2 separate regions of the Mus musculus genome follow, and region 1 is linked to region 2. Evidence: chromatin contacts called from public HiChIP or PLAC-seq data. All regions are on one chromosome and are shown on one strand. The core of a region is the stretch at or near the end of the contact, and the rest is flanking DNA. Distances in the headings are between cores, read along the strand shown.

Region 1 (3,982 bases), core at 1,315-3,814, 69 kb after region 2:
TAGGGCAAGTTTAAAAAGTCAATGATCGGTGTGGGAATGCAGGCCTCTGTGGGTGTGCCACCCCCCCCCCCCCCGGCAGGAGTCCTGGGGGATGTGAGGAAGCTAAGCAAGCCAGCAAGCAGCATCCTACATGGCTGTGCTTTCCTTCTCGCCAGGTGCTTCTTGACTTGGCATCTCCTGATGGACTATGCCCTGGGTGGGACATGTACGCCGAATGAATAAATCCTTTCCTCCACAAGTTGATTTTGGTCAGTGTTTTATCACAGCACTAGAAACCTAAGGCAGGTACACACGTGAAATAAATGCATACGTGTGCACACACATGCACGCAAACACCACATGCATGCACACACACGAACGTGCATCATGTCTTCCCTCTGAGAGGAATTTACTCCTTTTGTCACCCATTCTGAAACTTGCTGTCAGTTGTGAAGGTGGATAGCCTTGGAGACCACAGGAACACTGACACCAAGGCGCACTCTCCTGGGTATTTCTCCCATGGGCACTTCCTCCAGAGTTCTCTCTCTCTTCCCCCACTCCCTCCTTTTCTCTCTCTCTCTCCCTCCCCGCCCTCTTTCTATTTTTATCTCAAGCACATAGTGACTATTAGTTCTCACTAAGTACTTCCGAACATAAGGCTTGATGGGCTTGCCTTGATAAGAAGAGATCCATTTAAAAGCAGTATCATGCAAAGTAAATATTTTCCTTTCCTCCTTTGAAACCTGACCAAGATGAACCTTCCGGAAAACATCTGCGCAGATGCTCTTTGGTCAGGCATCTCGACTGCTGTCATCCTTTGTCTTCACAACAGCCTTGCTCACATTGTCCCCTCCAAGTAATAGCAAATACTTCTGTGCTCTGGTCCCTGGGCTAAACAATTAACATTTTATTGATTATGTCACAGCACAATTCTGTGCTCAAATTCATTTCTTGTCAAAAGACATTGCTGCTGGCCCTGGTTTAGAGCTATAAACTATCCAACACGAGCCTTTTTTCTTTTTTCTTTTTTTTTTTTAAGATTTATTTATTTATTATATGCAAGTACACTGTAGCTGTCTTCAGACACACCAGAAGAGGGCGTCAGATCTCATTACGGATGATTGTGAGCCACCATGTGGTTGCTGGGATTCGAACTCAGGACCTTCGGAAGAGCAGTCAGTGCTCTTAACCGCTGAGCCATCTCATCCAACATAGGTTTTATTTCCTGGTTTCATTAAACCTTCCCATGGTTTTCACTAGACTGTGAACACTGACGTTCCTTCCAGTGTGTGGCAGGGCCCTGGAAGCCACCTGATGTGGGTGCACACACACCAGTGTGTACTGTGCTATGCTGTGCTGCAGCAGCGACAGGTAGAGATGCCTTCAGGTGGGACCTAAAAGCCAAGTGGCTTCTGCTGTCTCAGTAGCTCTGATTCATGTGGTTGAGGCAAAACTTCCTGGAGCTCCGATGCTGTGAGGCGACCCCAGGCCATGGAGAGACCCCACAGAAACACACTGAAGAGCAGCTGGTTCAGCTCAGCCTTGGCATCTCCCCAGCCTGATCGCCTGGCATGTAGTTGTCAGAGGGTCTCGGGTCCTGGCACCTAGCCAGTGGCATTCAAAACTGAGGCTTCACATGCTGATGCTGAGTCAGAGCCCAGCCATCCCCACTCCCGACCTTCCAAATTCCTGAGGCACAGAACTCATGGGGTCAACAAAGCAGCCATTGTATTAGACACTAAGTATGGAAGGACTTTGCCGGGCAGCGGGTAAGGACTGCTTCAGTATAGCGTGGATCAAATGATATGGGTGACCTTGTTAGCAGGCCAGCAACTGCCCCAGGGACCATCAAGGTCCAAGTGAAAACACAGCCTTCAAAATAGTATTCAGGCCCATTTGTCCCGAGGAAAAACCCTGGCTTCCTCCTAGAGTTATTTGTGTGTGTGCCTTTTAATTTTCAAGACGTTCTTAAATTATTTATTGAGGCTCCCATTTGTTTCTGGTTAGATTTTAGGCTCTTGGAAGCCAGACCACATCATACTGTGTTCTCCATACACAGGCATAGCACCAGGAGAACTTAGCACCTAGGCTCTGGTCAGCAGGACTCTGGGCCTTGACTACCTAGTTCTGTCACTGCACTCTTTCCTTCTGGCCTGGGAAACTTTGCCTAGGGGGGTTCCAGGAATGGACAGAGCCCAGATAGGTCAGGAGGCCTAGAGTAAAAGCAAGCTCTCAGCTCCCAACAGAGCCTTACCTTACCTAGGACCAGTGCCTTGGAGACTCATTTTAGCCCAAGAACACGACCCTAATCCATCCCAGCGCTGCTCTGAAGTTTCAAAGACAGAACGGCAGAAAAGGCTTTTGTACCTTTCACTCCGAAAATTCACTCCGCAAACGAGCACGCGGCGTTCCTACCTGCTGTGAGCTCCTCTGGAGGACTGCAGATAATAACAGTGATTATTTCCTGTCTGCGTTGCTGAGCCGCTCCCTCCCTAGCTGGTCTTCCTATTTCTATTTTTTGCGCCTTTAAAAGGCAGTCTTCACCCAGCAGCTGGGCAATCTTTTTAATATGCAAATCAGCCTCTCTCCTGTTCCTAATCCACCAGTGATTTCACACTGTGGTTAAAGACCGAGCCGCAGCTCAGGCCTGTGTAGCCGCCCTCTGCCCTTCACCCTCTTGACACACAGCTTCCGGGTCAGTCCTCCAACCTCACCGAGACTCTCACCTCCCCAAGGCGTTTTGCTCGCGCCATCTCTTGTGTAGATCTGTATCAAGTGCAGACCAGTGTATGCGTCAGCTCCCGAAAAGGATTCCTCACCTGGCTTCCTGTGCAGCCTCAGTTTACCACAGTGTCCGTCAATACAAATCCACCACAGACGGTGTGTCTACTCTCGGAGCAAAACAGCCACCACACGGTAGGCTCTCAGCAATCATTTGCTGAAGAATGAATGAATGAATGAATGAATGAATGAATGAATGAATGAGAAACACCCCACAGAGGATATGATGATGAGACGCTGTTGACAGACAGGTAAGGGCTTCTGGGGACCTGAGGCCACACCCTCTTCTCTGGGCGGAATGTTTCCCACGGAGTGAGACACAGCTGAGTGTGCCCGAGGCTTTCAGCCCTCTGGGGTCCTTGGCTGTGATGTCAGTGACTCCCTCAGCATCACATCTGCCTGGACCAGATCATTGTTCCTCTTCCTCTTGACATGCTTCCATGACAACTTACAATTAGGTCGGGCCCTGCCCTCAGAGAAGATTTTAGTAGAGTAAGTCACCACGGGACGAGGAAGAGATGCTGCAGGGCCTTCTACTGCAGCCCATCCCAAGCCAACCCTGTAGCCTGTGTCACTGTGAGAGCCACTCTGCCCGGTAAGGAGCTCAAAATGAATCACCATGACCGGGGCCCAGGTCTCCTCCACCAGCCCCAAAGACAAAGTGGGGCAGGGAAACCAGCCGAGTCTTTCTAAGTCTGTGTGTGACTCAGAGGTCAGGTGCTCCCCTACTGTAGGTCTGTTCTTTGTGGGCTGAGGGGGCTGAGAAAGATAATCTACACTCCAAGAGGACTGTAAGAAGCAGCAGGTGGTGGCTCCTGAGGTTGAAGGACAGGTTCTGGTTGCTCTTTGCTCCCCGATGGAGTCTAGCCACAGGAGGGCCATGAGCATTTGAGACAGCCCTCTGCCATAGATCTTGCTGCAGCTCTTTACCTTCTGCATGACTCCTTTTGTTCTGAGACACGGATCAAAGTTTCAGAGCCTTTCCCACAGGAACCCTGGAATGAACCCCTTGGTATGTTTATCCAAACTGGCATGTTGGGCTGGCGAGATAGCTCAGCGGTTAAGAGCACTGACTGTTCTTCCTAAGGTCCTGAGTTCAAATCCCGGCAACCACATGGTGGCTCACAACCATCCACAATGAGATCTGACGCCCTCTTCTGGTGTGTCTGAAGTCAGCTACAGTGTACATTATAATAATAAATAAATCTGGCTTTGAGCGAGT
Region 2 (3,747 bases), core at 632-3,131:
ATTCTCTCTGCAGCTACGGGGGCGGGGGGCGGGGGGCGGGGGGCGGGGGCGGGGGGGGGGGAGGGAGACGCCTGAAAGCTCCTCACAGCCACTAACTAGCCAAGGCTGCTTTCCTCTGAGTCAGTTAGGAGCAAGCTGTATAGGATGAGAGGGTGCTTGACTCAGTGGTCTTCCCCAAGTCTATGTCCTAGTCTGTCCCCAAGAAAAATAGGAAAAGCCCAGTTGAAGCACATTTTTAAAACGTCTTCCCAGGATCCCTCAAAACTGTCAAGATCACCCCCGCAAAAGCAAACGCGGCAAGTCTGAGAAATGGTCACAGACCCTAGGAAGTGAAGGTAATGGGGACCCTGAAATGTAAGAAAGACATAGGGAGCTAGTGAAGGCCAATGCTCTGTGGACTCCTTCAGCAGTGACATACCCAAGCTGTTGTTGACTTTGAACATGTGGCCTGATGTTGTAAAATATTAACATTTAGGGTAGTGGGGGTGGGGGAGTTCCAGAGGCTGTGTGCGCTCTCTCTCTTTGCTGCTTTCTGGAGAGTTTTTAAACATAAGAATTTTATTTAAATCAAGAAGGAAAAAGATCGTAGTATTTCCGCTCACAGAAGGATCCCATGGACTCAGAGCTTCTTGTCCCTAGGAGGCTAGTCCGCTCAGTCTTAACACAGCCTGACAAACGAAATCAGGCCTGTGTTTCACAGGTGAACAGAGCGGAGCTAGGAGGGACCAGGCACAGAGAATGTTCATCAACTAAAGTTAGAGGGAAGACAAAGCAAGGGGGTAGCTGAGCTCCCTTCTCAGCCCAGTGCCACCCCTAGCTCCAGCACACCTACACCTTGAGGGAGTGGGGTGCAGGAGCCCAGCATTTGTCAGCCCACCTTACTGCTTTGCTCCAGAGCCCAGGGGCTTCCTCTAGGCTCCTTTGTGGTCCTCCCGGACTAGGATTTGAACTGCTATCTATGTATCTATGTATGTATTTGTTTATCTATCTATCTATCTATCTATCTATCTATCTATCTATCTATCTATCTATCTATCTATCTATCTATGTAGCTATCTATGTAGCTATCTTACCAGAAGAGGGCATCAGATCTCATGACAGATAGTTGAAAGTGACCATGTGGTTGCTGGGAATCGAACTCAGGACCTCTGGAAGAGCAGTCAGTGCTCTTAACACACCGCTTACTCTCAGCCCAGCCCAGTGCCTGGATCATCCTAAAGTGTAAAAACTCTTCTTATGAATTGTATTCCTACCAAGTCTACCCTGGAGAGAGATTACATCTGGGGTGTGCTATAAAAGGCCACTACATCTTGATAGAAGCAAGGGGTGAGGGCAAACTGAGTATATCCAAGACTAGACCCTGTCCTTAGGGGCACTCACAGTAGGGCTGAGACTTGAGCCAGGACTCTTGGTAGACTCAGTGGGTGACATGGTGTGTTCAGTAAGGAACCCAGCTTTGCCAACTGAGAGGCTGCACTGTGGCAGAGCAGCACAGGCTGGCTCCGTCTCGGAGGGTGATTTATATAGTGTTCAAGGGTCAGGAACCAGAATCTGAAAGAGTCTGTGGTGTTCTTGTTACCGTGAGCTCCCTGGAACGAAGCAAGACCTGCCAAGATGAATGGCAGATAGGAGTGACCTCTGAGCTCCAGCACAGTAGCCGACGTTCTTCCTTAGCCCTCTACAGACCTCAGGGGCGAGTGTTCAGTAGGTTCTTTCCTCTTGTTTGATCCTCTCTTGAGTTGTTCGCTGCCTGTGTTCCTTTCTTCAGTCTGTGGCTCTCTGACCATTTCTGCCTTCAAAGAACTGGCAGCTAGGCTCTGTGCCACCCTGTGCAATGTGTGTGATGTTTACAGTGACTGACTCAGTGTGGCCAGTGGCGCGGAGACTGCCTGTCCCCTTCATTGGATCCTGCCCCTCCCCTGGCCTCCAGTGTGGCCTTGGCTGGGGTTTGGGTTTCATAGGGAAAGTTACTGGGTTGGGTTCTTTACCACAAGGATGTAGGCACTTGGTGAAAGATAGGGGGTGCCTGGATAACCGGTGACTAGGCTGGGAAACGTCCTTCCTCGATTCTCCCTGTTACCTAAACACGGCATCTTCAAGTTAGGCCCACAAACTCATCCAGCAGCCTCCTCTGTGGGAAGACATTGGGGTTTTTTTTTGTTTTTTTTGTCGTCGTTCCCCCCCCCCCCCCCCCCGTGAGCGACTGAGAGCCAACCATGGCTGATCTAGCACCTCACTCCCCAATGAAGGTTTTTTTTATAGTATCTGTGGGATCCCTTGCGACTGAGCACAACGGTCAGGCTCAGAGTGGGATGTGAAGGTGACAAGAAGATGGGCATTCGGCTGGTAAATCTCAAACACCTCATTTCCCCTGCAGTTTGATTCTGCTTTGCTTCTGAAAACATTAGCATATGCAATTCAATTTGCTGTTCCTCCTCTTTAGATGAGAAGTTAATGAATTTCATTGCTGTTTGATCTGGCCACAGGCTATTTCATTATCTAAATACAGCTCCCATTAGTTTTAGTGGCCTGGAGATTATAGCAGACACAGACTAGCGCCCGCCATTAAAATGGACCGTTCCCACCCATTGGCTTCAGCTTCTGTTTCTCTAGAGAGGCCACATGGCCCTGACAGGTCTCACCCTGACTAGACCATGTCATCATTGCCAGGCTGTTTGAGGATAAGCAAGGACATTTCCTTGTGGGAGGCTCCCAGGACTTCTAAGAGCTGAGCCTTCAGACAAAACCATCAGGGGTCTGGGGAATCCAACAGGACGCAATGGATGGATGAGCCCGTTCCCCTGACATTTGTTTTGCATAAAGGCAAGATTTTCAGAGCCATTATACAACTACATTTAAAATGCAAGCCATTCTTTGCCCCTGCTGGTAGCTGTAAGACAAATGGAAGAAATAATTGCTCTAGTAGGCATATGAATTATGTGCTGAAACTTAATTTGATTACTGCTTTATAAAACATTTGAAATAAGGGCCGGTGGGAGAGGTCAGCAGGCAAAGGTGCCTGCTACAGAGCCTGACAACCTGAGTTTGATCAGAACTCACATAGTGGACAAGACCTGAATCCTGAAAGTCGTCCTCTGCTCTACACACACACACACACACACACACACACATACACACACTCACACACTCACACATATACACACATACACACACATGCACACACACATGTACACACACATGCACACACTCACACATACACATGTACACACACATACACACACTCATACACGTACACACACATAAACACACTCATACACATACACACACGCACACACACATACATGCATACACACTCACACACATACACACACTCACACATGTATGCACACACACACTCACACATACACACATATACATTCACACACACACACTCACACATACATGCATACACTCACACATACACACTCACACATGTACACACACATAGACTCACACACATACACACACACTCACACATACACACACATGCACACAATGTACACACACACTCACACACACATTCATACACACATACACACACACACTCACACATACATGCATACACACTCACACACATATACACACTCACACACTCACACATGTACATACACACACACACATATGCACATGCACGCGCGCACACACACACTGGCAAATTTAAAAAGGATTTGAATGATAGATATTAGCAATGTGGATTGCTCTTATTAAAACATAATGTGGAACAAAATAATCCAGGCCGAGAAGATA

What was found. HiChIP or PLAC-seq counts read pairs in DNA pulled down with a chosen protein or histone mark.
Region 1: an HNF4G HiChIP or PLAC-seq map of pancreatic cancer cells shows a contact between it and region 2. The contact joins the promoter of 4732419C18Rik here to the enhancer-like site in region 2. A contact is called at or near these places in 1 of 15 datasets of contacts at CTCF or cohesin (the NIH/3T3 cell line), 6 of 484 Hi-C or Micro-C datasets (the G1E-ER4 cell line, the N1E-115 cell line, bone marrow-derived macrophages and 2 more), 15 of 115 datasets of contacts at active chromatin or transcription factors (embryonic basal ganglia, embryonic fibroblasts, embryonic forebrain and 7 more) and 1 of 9 other capture datasets (embryonic stem cells).

Annotation. Positions count from the first base shown.
Region 1 is chr8:123,751,664-123,755,645 of GRCm38.p6, forward strand. It overlaps 4732419C18Rik (RIKEN cDNA 4732419C18 gene), which reads right to left and starts at 2,565. Exons shown (of 3, transcript NR_166622.1): 1 at 2,395-2,565.
Region 2 is chr8:123,683,085-123,686,831 of GRCm38.p6, forward strand. No RefSeq gene overlaps it. Among named protein-coding and RNA genes, the nearest start is that of Gm35995, 12 kb to the right of the region's middle. Within about 2 kb of position 1,882, at least 26 of the 459 cell types and tissues checked have an H3K27ac peak or open chromatin away from gene starts, as enhancers often do. A contact at or near this core is called in the N1E-115 cell line, intestinal villus epithelium and pancreatic cancer cells, where this site is marked.